Regions from separate parts of the Anas platyrhynchos genome. Here region 2 is linked to region 1. Evidence: chromatin contacts called from public Hi-C data. All regions are on one chromosome and are shown on one strand. Each heading gives the region's core, a stretch centred on a gene start, on an enhancer-like site or on the middle of the called end of the contact. The rest is flanking DNA. Distances are from core to core; before and after follow the strand shown. Region 1 overlaps CMSS1 (cms1 ribosomal small subunit homolog). Region 2 overlaps CMSS1 (cms1 ribosomal small subunit homolog).

What was found. A called contact is a pair of places that touch in the nucleus more often than the background predicts.
Region 2: a contact with region 1 is called in a Hi-C map of subcutaneous adipose tissue, with 2.0 times the contacts expected there. The contact joins two enhancer-like sites. A contact is called at or near these places in 4 of 8 Hi-C or Micro-C datasets (F1 follicle, liver, skeletal muscle and 1 more).

The regions. Positions count from the first base shown.
Region 1 is chr1:89,201,011-89,206,769 of IASCAAS_PekinDuck_T2T, forward strand. The region is part of intron 2 of CMSS1 (cms1 ribosomal small subunit homolog); the gene reads right to left. All of the region lies in intron 15 of TOMM70 (translocase of outer mitochondrial membrane 70), which reads right to left. Among named protein-coding and RNA genes, the nearest start is that of FILIP1L, 72 kb to the right of the region's middle. Within about 2 kb of position 3,306, at least 2 of the 8 cell types and tissues checked have an H3K27ac peak or open chromatin away from gene starts, as enhancers often do. A contact at or near this core is called in subcutaneous adipose tissue, where this site is marked.
Region 2 is chr1:89,345,285-89,351,043 of IASCAAS_PekinDuck_T2T, forward strand. All of the region lies in intron 1 of CMSS1 (cms1 ribosomal small subunit homolog), which reads right to left. All of the region lies in intron 14 of TOMM70 (translocase of outer mitochondrial membrane 70), which reads right to left. All of the region lies in intron 4 of FILIP1L (filamin A interacting protein 1 like), which reads left to right. Among named protein-coding and RNA genes, the nearest start is that of TBC1D23, 11 kb to the right of the region's middle. Within about 2 kb of position 2,652, at least 2 of the 8 cell types and tissues checked have an H3K27ac peak or open chromatin away from gene starts, as enhancers often do. A contact at or near this core is called in subcutaneous adipose tissue, where this site is marked.

The DNA of each region.
Region 1 (5,759 bases), core at 2,056-4,555:
AGGCACTTCTCGCTGAATTTGTTGTTGGGATAAGCAACAAGAGCAATGTTGTACTTCCCTTCACCTATGCCTCCTGCTCAATGCCTGTGATTCTTCAGGACACAGTGGTGTTACTCTGGGAAAGAAATGTGCCTCAGCTTGGCTGTCCCAAGACATTTAAAGGCTCTGGAGACAGAGCATGGTGCTCTAGGGCTGAGCAACAACCCTGGTGTCATGCAGTACTCAGGGATCCTGCCACCCAGGGGACTCCCATGCACACAGGAACAGCTCCAGTGCATGACAGTATATGACAGGGGTATTGCACAGCCAAGTACGAAGGGAAAAATCTAGGCCTGACCTGACAAAACACACATAGGACGAAGAAAAGGATAATCACCATCTTCTGGCCAAGCAGAAAGTGTGAGCTACTGTTGCTATCTAAATGCAACATCTCCAAGTGGCCACTGTGAGTGGAAAGCAGCAGGCTACAGCACCTCCAGCACTGGGCTGATTCACTCACACTCTGCTTGGGTGGGAGAAAAAGTAAGACCCAGTATTTGGCACATCAAATTGAGAGGACGAGAAAAAAGCCTCCAAAAAACACATGGGACAGACATCTGGTGAGAGTTAACATCAGACTTCATTGTGGGGTGTTGGCCTCCCATATACATGTAGCTCTTGCGGTAACACCTTGTTTGATTCATAAACCATAAAAGCAGTAGATCAGTAGCAATCTCCCCTTCAGGCTGGGCTCTGATCTGAAGGTAACTCAGGAACCATGCCTTCTTTTTGCATCTTTCAGAAATCCTTAAGGATTTTTGAACGTGGGTCTGCAGTGCATGAACTGAAGCCTAAACACAATTTGAATTCCTAGTGAATGACACCTGCACACCAGCTCTGTTTGAGGCTATGGCACAAGGTGAAGAGACTCTCTCTTTACTTTTTCTAGTCAGGGGGCTGAGTAAGGAGGGGAGAGTCTGCATACGACATCATGGTGCAGCTTGAACAGTGGTGGTTGTCTCTCTCAGTGCTGCAGCTCTTTTCCAAAAAGATAGCTGCGGAGGATGAAGTAAGCGTTATCCTTCAGTTACTCTAGATTACCAACAAACACTAAACTGGTCTCCAATGCCCATGGAACACAGAAGAGAAAATACAGCATGCAGTCTCCCAAAACTTTGGTTATCTCTGGAGGATACCTTGGGAAGAGGTGGAGTATCAATGGGGACTGGTCATCTTTTCTGGGTCCATGAAACCAAGTTCAAGTCAGGAACAACACAGATCACTCCTCTGAGGGGTGGTTGGAAACTTGCAGGGGGAGACAGCACAGCAGGGGAAAAGCTGCCGTGCGTGGCTGCTCTCAAGAGGTTATGGCCAGGACTCAACGAGGCACTTGCTGGAGGCTTTGCCTCAGTAAGAAGAGAATCAGAGCCATGTAAGGGTGGTGGGGTTCGGCCCATTGTAAGCCCTGGCATTCATAAAGGAGCACAGCGTCACTGCATGCCTGTGACAGACAATCATGGCTTGTTTTTCATAATGTCATGTTACAATACTTTGCACTGTGATTTTTATATAGTAAGCCCTTAATGTAAGTAATTGAATTTTCTACTAGTGGGAAACAGGCTGCATTGACCATACCCAATAAGCTATTGTCCCACTAGTCATTTTTGCATCATTTTTTTAACCAACATTTGTTTTAAGGCACTGCCTTTTTTTTTTCCCTCTTATTTATTTTTTTTTTGAGTGCTCTCTTGCCTCTATTAAAGGACAATGCAAGCCTGAAACCAGCAAAATGCTCACGTCATTCCTTTCATCAGGAGCTGAAGCAATATGGTTTAGGAAGGGAATAAACTAGCTAACTAGTTGCTAAAGCTATCTTGAGCCCCTTCCTGTGAACTCCATAAGCACTAGTTCTCACACAACTCTAGAAGCTCAGTATGCAAAGTTATACTAAAACGGTATTAAAACTTTTACATCTTCCACCCACATAAATGAGTCCCCTCCTACCCCTCCACAGCTTCCAGCCTCAAATATCCTGGCATAAAATGATCAGACAAAATAGGTGACTTATGTTTTTATTGGTTCCTCCAGACTATGACGACATTTCCTAAAATGCTGAGCCAGGAAACTATTAATGTCTCTGAAAAAGTGGAAGGGGTCAGGCTATTTCAAAGGGCATGTGTTTGCTAAGAAGCCTTTGTTGCAGATGTATAGGCCACTTAAGATTCAATTAGTAGTAACAAAAATATTTAGCATTCACATAGTATTTCTAGCTTTCAAGTAGATTATGAACACATTTGTAACACCTCTGTGTGGTAAGAAAGTATTACCCTTTTTTACCTTTTTCAGAATTAAAACTGGAAGGTGAAACAGCTTTCCTTAGATTTTATAAAGCAGCATGTCCCTTCCAAGACCAGAAGCCCCCTCAGGTTTTGTACACGCTCCCAATCTCAGGCTGTTACTGGAGGGAGAAATGGAAATGGTCTCAAGCTTATGAACATTACAAAAAGGAAGACAAACCAGATTTTCTTGATTTATCTCAACCACATTGGCCTGCATTTGGCAGCACAAGGTAGTTCAGGCATTTGCAGGTGGGGCCATAGATTATTTTAAAAAGTTCCCTCGGTTTTATTTACCAGCACTAAACCAAACCAATTGGTATGCCAACAGGAGCATACCAAAACCAGGAGAGAAAGAAGGATCCTAGAGGGGATCCCAAAAACCTTGTAATTTTCAGGCAAATACTACATTGTGCATACTTCTTGCTTGTGCTCTACTGTCAGTAGGGATGGGAAGTGTCAAGGGAGGACACAAAAAAAACGCACAAAACCTTGGAGGTAAAGCTGCTCTAAAGGTATTATAGCTTAACTTGTGGCAAATTTAACTTCACCTGCCAACCCAGCTTTGGTCCTGATTACATTAGAGTACACATGAAGGTCAGTTCCCTAGCATGGGGGTGGCAAAGCAGATTTAAACCCAACCTACCTACAGCACACAGAGTACAATACATTTTCCACAGAAAAGAGTGCTGTGACCTAAGAGAGGTCATTCTGCCCTTACTGAGTCCAGAATCTCACTCATTTGTCACACCTCAAGCCACCACGATCCTGTCACGCTACCACCACCACCGTAGGTAAAAATCCCACTATTGCACAGTGCCATCTCCTGGGCAAGCAAGACTGAAGAAACTCCTGACTCTCTCGCAGCATCCAATGTTTTCACGTCTCTTCCAGTGCTGGCACTACCTCTGCTAGCAGAACACAAGCGGTGAAATCACAGGAAGAAGAGCAGGTTGTTTACAGCTCCCACCGTGAAACGTGAGACCCGGCAGCCTGCTCTGGAGAGAGGCAGTATGTGCACGGGCAAGTACCGTGCAAACCCACAGGATTAAGTTCACTCTGGGCTGCTGGCTAATCACAAATTAGCAATTAAGGCTTCCTTTCAACATCCAAACAGGAAATGGGAGTGGAGGAAGTGAAAGCTTAATAATTTCTTGTGTGTTAACAAGTTACATGAGCCACTCCAAGAAAAAAGTTTTCTGAAGTGAACTTAAACCTAGCACATTGTCTGCCCCAGTGGCAAGCATTTCTCTTTAAAACCAAACCGTGCGTCTTGGAAAAGAAAGCACTGATGCAAACATTCAGTTTGACACTGCTTAATTTCCAGGGAAAGAGAACATCAAGCCACGGAATGAAGTTGAGGACCCTACCTTTGTGTAAGCACAAGTGCTGAGATTATGATCTTGAAATGAAGCCAGAGGTGGTTAGTCTGGAATCTCTCTAGAAACAATCAGTGAAGAACCGGAACAGAGGGGTAACTGTTCAGTTATCATCAGCTGTTAGATCCATAATGGCCCCTGACCAAGAAGCAGGAAAATCAGACAATGTGTTAGGTCTTTTTCTTTCTACTATCTCTCTGGGCTACTGTCCATTTTGGCCCTGTATATTTCACAACATCTACCTCACCATACAATAGAGGGTGAAGAGAGCTGGGGAAGAAAGTCCCTGTGGGGCAACAAGAATCCTGAAAGGCCTGAAGGAGCAAAGGACTCTTAGGCTGAATGCAGCGAGGAACATCTCTCTCCATCTTCAAACCCATCAAGTCACAGCCCCTGGCAAAAGCAAAAAGCCTGACGCGTTACGCACTCCTAGCTTTGTGCTATCTTCACAGAAGGAGAAAGAAAAAAGCTTTGCACAACTGTTGAGTAACTCTCAAGAGCTCAAGAAAGATTAAAGGCCAGTCTCTTGGATGCCTGGAGATATCAAAGACAGATTAGGGACAAAGAATAAGATGACATGTATGGGTGGATGCAGGCAGATGTTTTGAGGGAACAAAATTGATCTGGGAATACAACAAAGAACTCCTTATTTTTTAGGGATTCTTTACAGATGTGCCTTCCCCTCCCCCCCAAACAAAACAAAAACAAACAAACAAACAACAAGAATAAAACCACACAGATAATTTAAGTGGACTGCATGGAGAACAGAAGAAAGGCAAAAGAATTTAAAAACCACTACAACAAAACACCTTCTGTCAATATATCTGCTGTACAATCTCATTATCTCCCATGGATGCAAACAAGAACAGACATATAACATAGTTACTGCAGCCCACAAATACTGACCGGAAAAAATAAGGAGCTAGTATCATGTGGGTGCATGTTCTCCATTATGGAGCGTGCAAGTTTCTTTTTTCTCATTACAGCAGCTTACCTCTACATACTTGTTACAGTATGTACATGGTTGCGTGTGTGGACTTCACTGTGGACTCTCAAATTGCTGCTCTGAGCAAGGAAAAAGGAGGAGAAATGTCTATTTGACATGTGAACTTCTATCCTAGATCTTCCAGGCCAGACAGTTTTCACAGTAGGCATTCCCCATTTCCAAGGCGACTGGAGGCAGATCAGATATTTGATCAGCCTCAGGTTTGGATCACCCATTTGCAAAAACTCTCCAGAACAAGAGTTTTGAAAATTGGAAAACATTAATTGCGTAAAACTGCTGGGTTTGTTTGTTTGCTTGCTTGGTTTTAGATGTAATCATAGGTAGGCATTATCTCCTTCATTGGAAACAGCAACGCCCTTTTCCCAAAGGACTCATACTGCTTGCTACCTTGCTTTTTACTTCTTTACAACAAGGTATTTACTTCTATGGAGTCACTACTTACTTTGTTCATTTTCTCATTCAGGATGTTTGTATTCAGGGCAGCAATGCCACTTCCTACCACATGAGAGACCATGACAACTTTGCGAGACTGCTGCCTGCTCAGTTCCCAAAATGACGATGTCTGCCAGAACATTCAGGTTTCCAGCCTGTGATGCTTCAGCAGGTTAGTTGGCCTTCACTTCTATAGTATCAAATGCTTTTCCTTAAGCCAGAGGTTTCCAATATTTCTCCCTCTCTTCCCAAAGAGCAGGGAGGGAGTATCTAGATGCGGTTACTTTGGTAAGGAGCACTGAAGAGTTCCTACTTGTTTAGCAGATATTAGTACCAACAATCCACTGCCAAAAATGGAGGAGGAATGTACTGACAACTCTTGGTGAGAGACAAATTATGATCCACATCTCCTTGCCCTACATTCACACAACATCCAAGCTCACATGTTCCATTCACTTCAGGAATACATACTTGTGACCAGTTTCTCTGGACCAAACACCAAGTACCTGTTAAATAATATTAAGAATGATTTCACCCTGAGATGCTTGTACTGGATCTTACCCAAGAACTTTTTATACATTACATATATTACTGTTTTGCTGCAGTTGCTGTTTCAAAGTAAAGCAA
Region 2 (5,759 bases), core at 1,402-3,901, 140 kb after region 1:
GATCTGTCTGTAAATTGATTTAAACACTCTGAACAGAAACATCAAGCATAATCATATAATCATATTAAATTTCAACCAAGTAAGGCAATTTTTCTAGGACTGGGAAGCATTCCAGGTGGTAAGTATTGCTGTTTTAATCTTGGAGGATGAGACACTTTTGGTTTCAATATTTGCCCCAAGGCCTGAAATATGACAGGTACTTACTTATCATAATGATACAAATAAATAATAAAGCAAAATATGGTCACCAAAAATAATATATATATATATATATATATACAGAGAGAGAGAGAGAGAGAGAGAGAGAGAGAGATCAGAGGGATTAAACCTTGAAATAGTGCATAAGAACAGTTTTCAGCAGATCATAGTATCAACCCTTTCCTTTCCCAAAATTCTTAGCAAACAACTCTCCTCAAATCTAAAAATCAACTTGACATCCAGGGGAGAAGGGAAAGTCTCCAGGAACAGAAAGGGAGAGTTAGATAATAAAAGAAATAGCAGCAGTTACCAGCCCACTTTCCTTGCTCTTTTCAGTTTTAGCTCAGTAAGCCAGAGAACACAAGCAAGGGCAGCACCTACAGTTCACTGCTCAGCATTTCTGAGTTATTCTGTTTATGTGATTAAATATTTCCTTTGAAATGTTTATAATTTTGAGGGAAGGGAAGGGAAAGGAGAAAAAGAAAAAAAGAATAGAGTAAGAACCAATAATGGTATTGAGAGCAGAGTGCCCATCCACCAACTGAGAGGCACTACTTCATGCATTTTAAAAAAAAAAAAAAAAAGAAACACTCCCTCAAGTAGCTCATTAATGAATAAATTTGACAAAGATTACAGGAGCAGTCAGCAACTTTTCCCAATTCAAAGTATATTAAATAATGCAAATATGGTGCCTGGGGACAGAATGCAAGGCTGTAAGGGAAAAGATCTCTACGTAAGCATCTCACGCAAGGCTTAAAAAGGCATGATTCCCACACTGAGGAAAAATAATCAGAAACAGAATTATACAATACTTTCTGATTAAGATTGAAAGGATGCTGCAGGGTTAGGTGATGGAAATGGAGTAACGATTTTCCTAGGGACTTTGTCCCTAGGAAACAGATCCTGAGACATGCAAAACAAAAACTGACAACTGCCTAATCTCCAGGCTTAAGCAAAGACTACCAAAACATTATGTAACCAAGAAACAGAAGAGAAAAAGATCTTACGGTTCAGGCTCAGCATGAGTGGGTGTATAAAGGCATTTTAAAATTAACACCAAGTACTGTAAGTGGGAAATTGCTCAGGGAAAAGACTGACCTTAAAAATTTATGAATAAGGGACTTTTTTTCACAAACCTGCAGTCAGTGGGCCCAAGATGTAGCCAAATGCTGTCTGCTAACACATCACCCAGTGCTCCATCCTTCTGTGGCCATCCAGTAGGCCTCAAATATCAGAGCTGCCAATTGCATGTGATTCTCCCCAGAATACTAAGCAAAAATAATCTTGGGAAGCAGATTCTGAGTACAGCAGGAACGACCTATTTTCATCAGCAACTCTCCACTCCCTGGGCCCTTCACACAGGGATAGCCAAAAGCAGCTCCTTCCCCACTCGTACCCCTACCACAGGATACCGCCCGCTCAGTTATGCTGTCACTGCTGTTCAGGGGCACTGCGAAGCAGGTTGAGAAACTAACTTGGATTGGAAATGAACAAACCGAAAGATAAAACGGGATTAATTTCACAGCACAGCTTTACAAACAGCTACATCAGCACAACTGAAGGGGCAAGCAACGAGGGACAAATGCTCTTTATAATGAAGTTGCTGCCAAAGCCCTGGTCTCATCTCCTGAGGTGCTACCACTGTGCTCTGAAGAGATGCAATCTGGCCTGTCTGTGCATCACAAAGCACTCCAAATGTGCAAGCACTCAACAGAACAGTCCCACTAAAAACCTTTGGGGGCTTTAACAAGAAATGACTCACTTTACAGCTGAGAGGAAAAAAAAAAAAAAAAAGACAGGGAAGAAGCTAATTAACTCATGTGAAGGCAGAGCAAGGCACTTCGAGTCATGACAAAAATCCCCAACTTCCTATCCTTGAGTGTCTCATACTCAAGCCATTATTGGTGATGCTTTTATCCTGCAGAAACCCCAACCTAGGAAGGACAAAAGTTGAGTATTTTTATATATGTGTAATTAATACAGTTATACATATAAATTATATGTATTTATCAATTATATAATTTTTATATTTATATTTAAAAGTAGGACTCTGAATAACACACCTTTAAATGGGACCTCCACAGGTGCAAATAGCCTGCTCCCAGACAGAAAAAAGGCCCTGATGGTAAAAGCATAGGGCTCTTTTACCTCCTCCATGCAGAGCATGAGTGTGCCTTCACATCCAGAGGTGTCTGTAGGTATGAGTATATTTTCACACATCCTGAAAAGGTGGATACTTAGAAATGCATCAACACATCTATCCTTAGCTGCCCAGTCTGTGCAGAATACGACCCACTGTCAAGACTTACTCCACAAATGGCAGCACAGATCTAAGCAGAGAGAACTGATGACCTCACACATATTTGTAAAATAATGTCTTGTACAAATACACTTAATTTTTTAAGCACCAGCAGAAACATCTCCGTGTCGGCACTGCCCTCTCCTGGGCAGAATCAATACTGCAGAGTGCTCAGTCTTCCAAAAGGCCATGTGCTATTTCTTCTTGGAGACAGTGCCTAATATGGTGCCTTCTGTTCTCAAGGGGCAAAGAGAAGAGCAACAGGCACTGTCCATTTCAGAACAGCAAGCTGCCTTCTAGTGCTGATCGATCAGTCCCAGGGCAGTCTTTATCCTACACGAGTTGACTCTTGACCACCTCACCTTCCCCTGCAACTTGTCAATTATCTATTAACGATAAGCCTTTCACCTACCTTATGTTCAGGGATTATATTTCCCCGTGAAGACATGTCCTAAGAAAAGCAAGGCCTGTGACAGAATTTCAGTAATTAGAAATGCCGAGTCTGCCTCCAACCCTGCCCAACCCTGTTTCCTTTCCCTACCTTAAAGTAGATTTGAACTTGGTGTTCAGCTGAATAACATCGCAGTGGCACATTTGGACACATGAGCACAAATCATGTCAAATGTATGGAAATTATTTCTGATTTTAATAGAGATTTCTCTGTCAAGTAGTTTATATTGAAATTGTGAGTTCTGTGATAGGACTGATATAAAAAAATAGTAGAAATGGCAGAAAACTGAGCTTAGAAAGGCTGAAAAACATCCTGAGGTCCCTTTTTCTTTTTGTAATTTGGTCTGAAGAACTCTTCCCCTGTTTTACCCTGCTCTAAAACTACTGCAATGATAACAGTTTCCCTGTTACCCCAAGTATCTGTAACAGGGATGAAACATTCTTGCCGTTAAAAATCTTGCAAATTTCGAAACTAAATTTCCCTTGATGAAATTGAAATCCAGTTTGTTTCCTATCCCTACACTGGATTTGGAGAACTATTTTCTCTGCAGTGGCCTTTCACATGTTAGAAGACAGTTAACATATCTTTCTCCAGTTTTATTTTCTCCAGATTAAACAAGCCCAATTGTTTTCCCACCTAATAGCTCGATGAGTACTACCACTGTACAGATTACTAATTATTTTCCCTCTGCACAGCTATTTATAACAGTGTGTACATTTCTGAAAACGCAGTGCCCCGAGCCAGACAATTCCCTGCCTAAGGCCTTAACAAGATCAGTAAGTGTAAGGTTTACTTATCCTGCTCACACATCTGAATACAGTCACATACACAAACCGGTCGCATAAAAGGAAGCACAGAGCAACTGAGAATTTCCCCTCTGGATTCCCAGAAGACAGATGCCAGATCCTAGTGAAAGACAAGGAAATACTCAAATGCTCTGTGCAACTGAACAGTCCCGGCTGAAAACCATCTTGTTTGGACACCAAAGGGAATATTTAGCTTTGCCACCTAATCGTAACTCATCCTCACTTGCAGACCTGGCTTTCAGTCCAACCACATTCAGTTATCTAGGAACAAACTACAGTCTGGCAACAAGCACTTTGTACACATTTGGATTTCTTTGTAGAGGATCTTCAGCACCACCCTCTGGCCAGTTTCACTTACGTTGCAAATGATTCTCTCTACCACTCAAAAAAACAAAGAAATTTAAGGAGTGAGAAGGAACCCAATCTAAAGTTATTTCTCCTAGATCAAGTTCTACAACAACACCAGAAAAATAAGAAAGCCTACAGAAGAACTGTTCGCCTCTATTTAAACAGATAAATTTCAAACAGGAGGCAAAGCATGCATCACACTTTTAGAGAAAAATAAGATTAGGACCAAAGGCATTAGAACTACACAAAGAGCATGAATTTTCCCTCCTTGATGCCCGCACACACACCTGCCTTAGCCCGCTCCCCAGACAGCAAGCACTGCCTTGTGGCAGAATACCTGATGGCCCACATAAGTAACAGAGAAGCTACCTCTGAGCCCTTGGGGAAAAGCGTGTACAGAATATAAATCCCGGTATTATTTTAGAGCTTTACAGCTGACTTCCTGAAATTAAGAAAGGGCATTTTCAGTCTTGCGCATGGAATATGACAGCGGTCACCCACGAAGCCTTTGTCCCAGTCTCTGAAGTACCTGATGCCATTCACCATGGAGTAACAAACACACACGCTACATACAAGTTCTCACTGCCATTTCTCCTGCCCGTTCCTACTCTAAGTGATTAAATCTTCTTCGGAAGTCAATTTAAAACTGAAGAAGTTAAAAGATCCTTTTGAAATTGAATTTTTATTGATTCTTTGAACATTGCTGTAACTACTTAGTTCTACAACTCTAAACATTACTGACAAAAACTTTGGTATTTTCTGAATCTAACACCTAAAACTAATATGACACTGTTACTTTGACAGACATGCTGCATAACCTGCTCATTTCAAAAGCATGTTTTTTTTTTGTCGCTTTTGTTGTTGTTATCATTTGCCTATACTTACCTAACTGTTGTTTACACACATTACATAAAGGAAAACCACACAACTGCTAAAATCCCAGCTAGGTAGCTCCTGGGAAACATTTAGTTTCTAGGAGTGCTTTGAGAGCACCGATGGGAATTAAAAAGGCCTCTCCAGAGCACAAACGGCAGTTCAGCTTGGTTTTTGAAAGATAAACATCTTTCTGCCACTTAGAAAGACAGCAAAAAAAGGGCTTACAGATGAGAACTCAAGGAGCTTTAACTTAACACCAATGATGAACAGAGCTGGCAAATTCAGGAAACAAGTGGGTGGCAAAAAAAGAATCAGGTAGACTGAAAACCATTCATTCATCTTGAAGGGAGAAGTGAATTGGTAGAAGGGGTTGAAGAGATTTGAGGATAGACTTCCCACAAACAGATAATAGTGAAAGATCAAATTGAAAACACCACCAATATTTATTTTAGTTTTTTTAGCCACATAGGTCTTCCTAAAAACCAACACAGATGCCAGGAATTGCACCAACTTAGGTATTAGGACTATAAGCAAACCCTGACAAAGTGATCAGTTCCCATGCAACATTGAGCACTAAGCAGTAATAATTTAGATGCATTCGGTGCTGTCAGCGATGACCGTAAAACAGAGCATCACTTTGAATCATCTAAAACTTTTGGTTGAAATGAAATCTGACTGCTCTGAAGGCCACACTGTAAACGATGCTTTTAATGAACTAGAAACTGGCACGAACCAAAGGCCAGAGCACAGGGGTATTTTCACCATTTTCCTACTGTTTTCA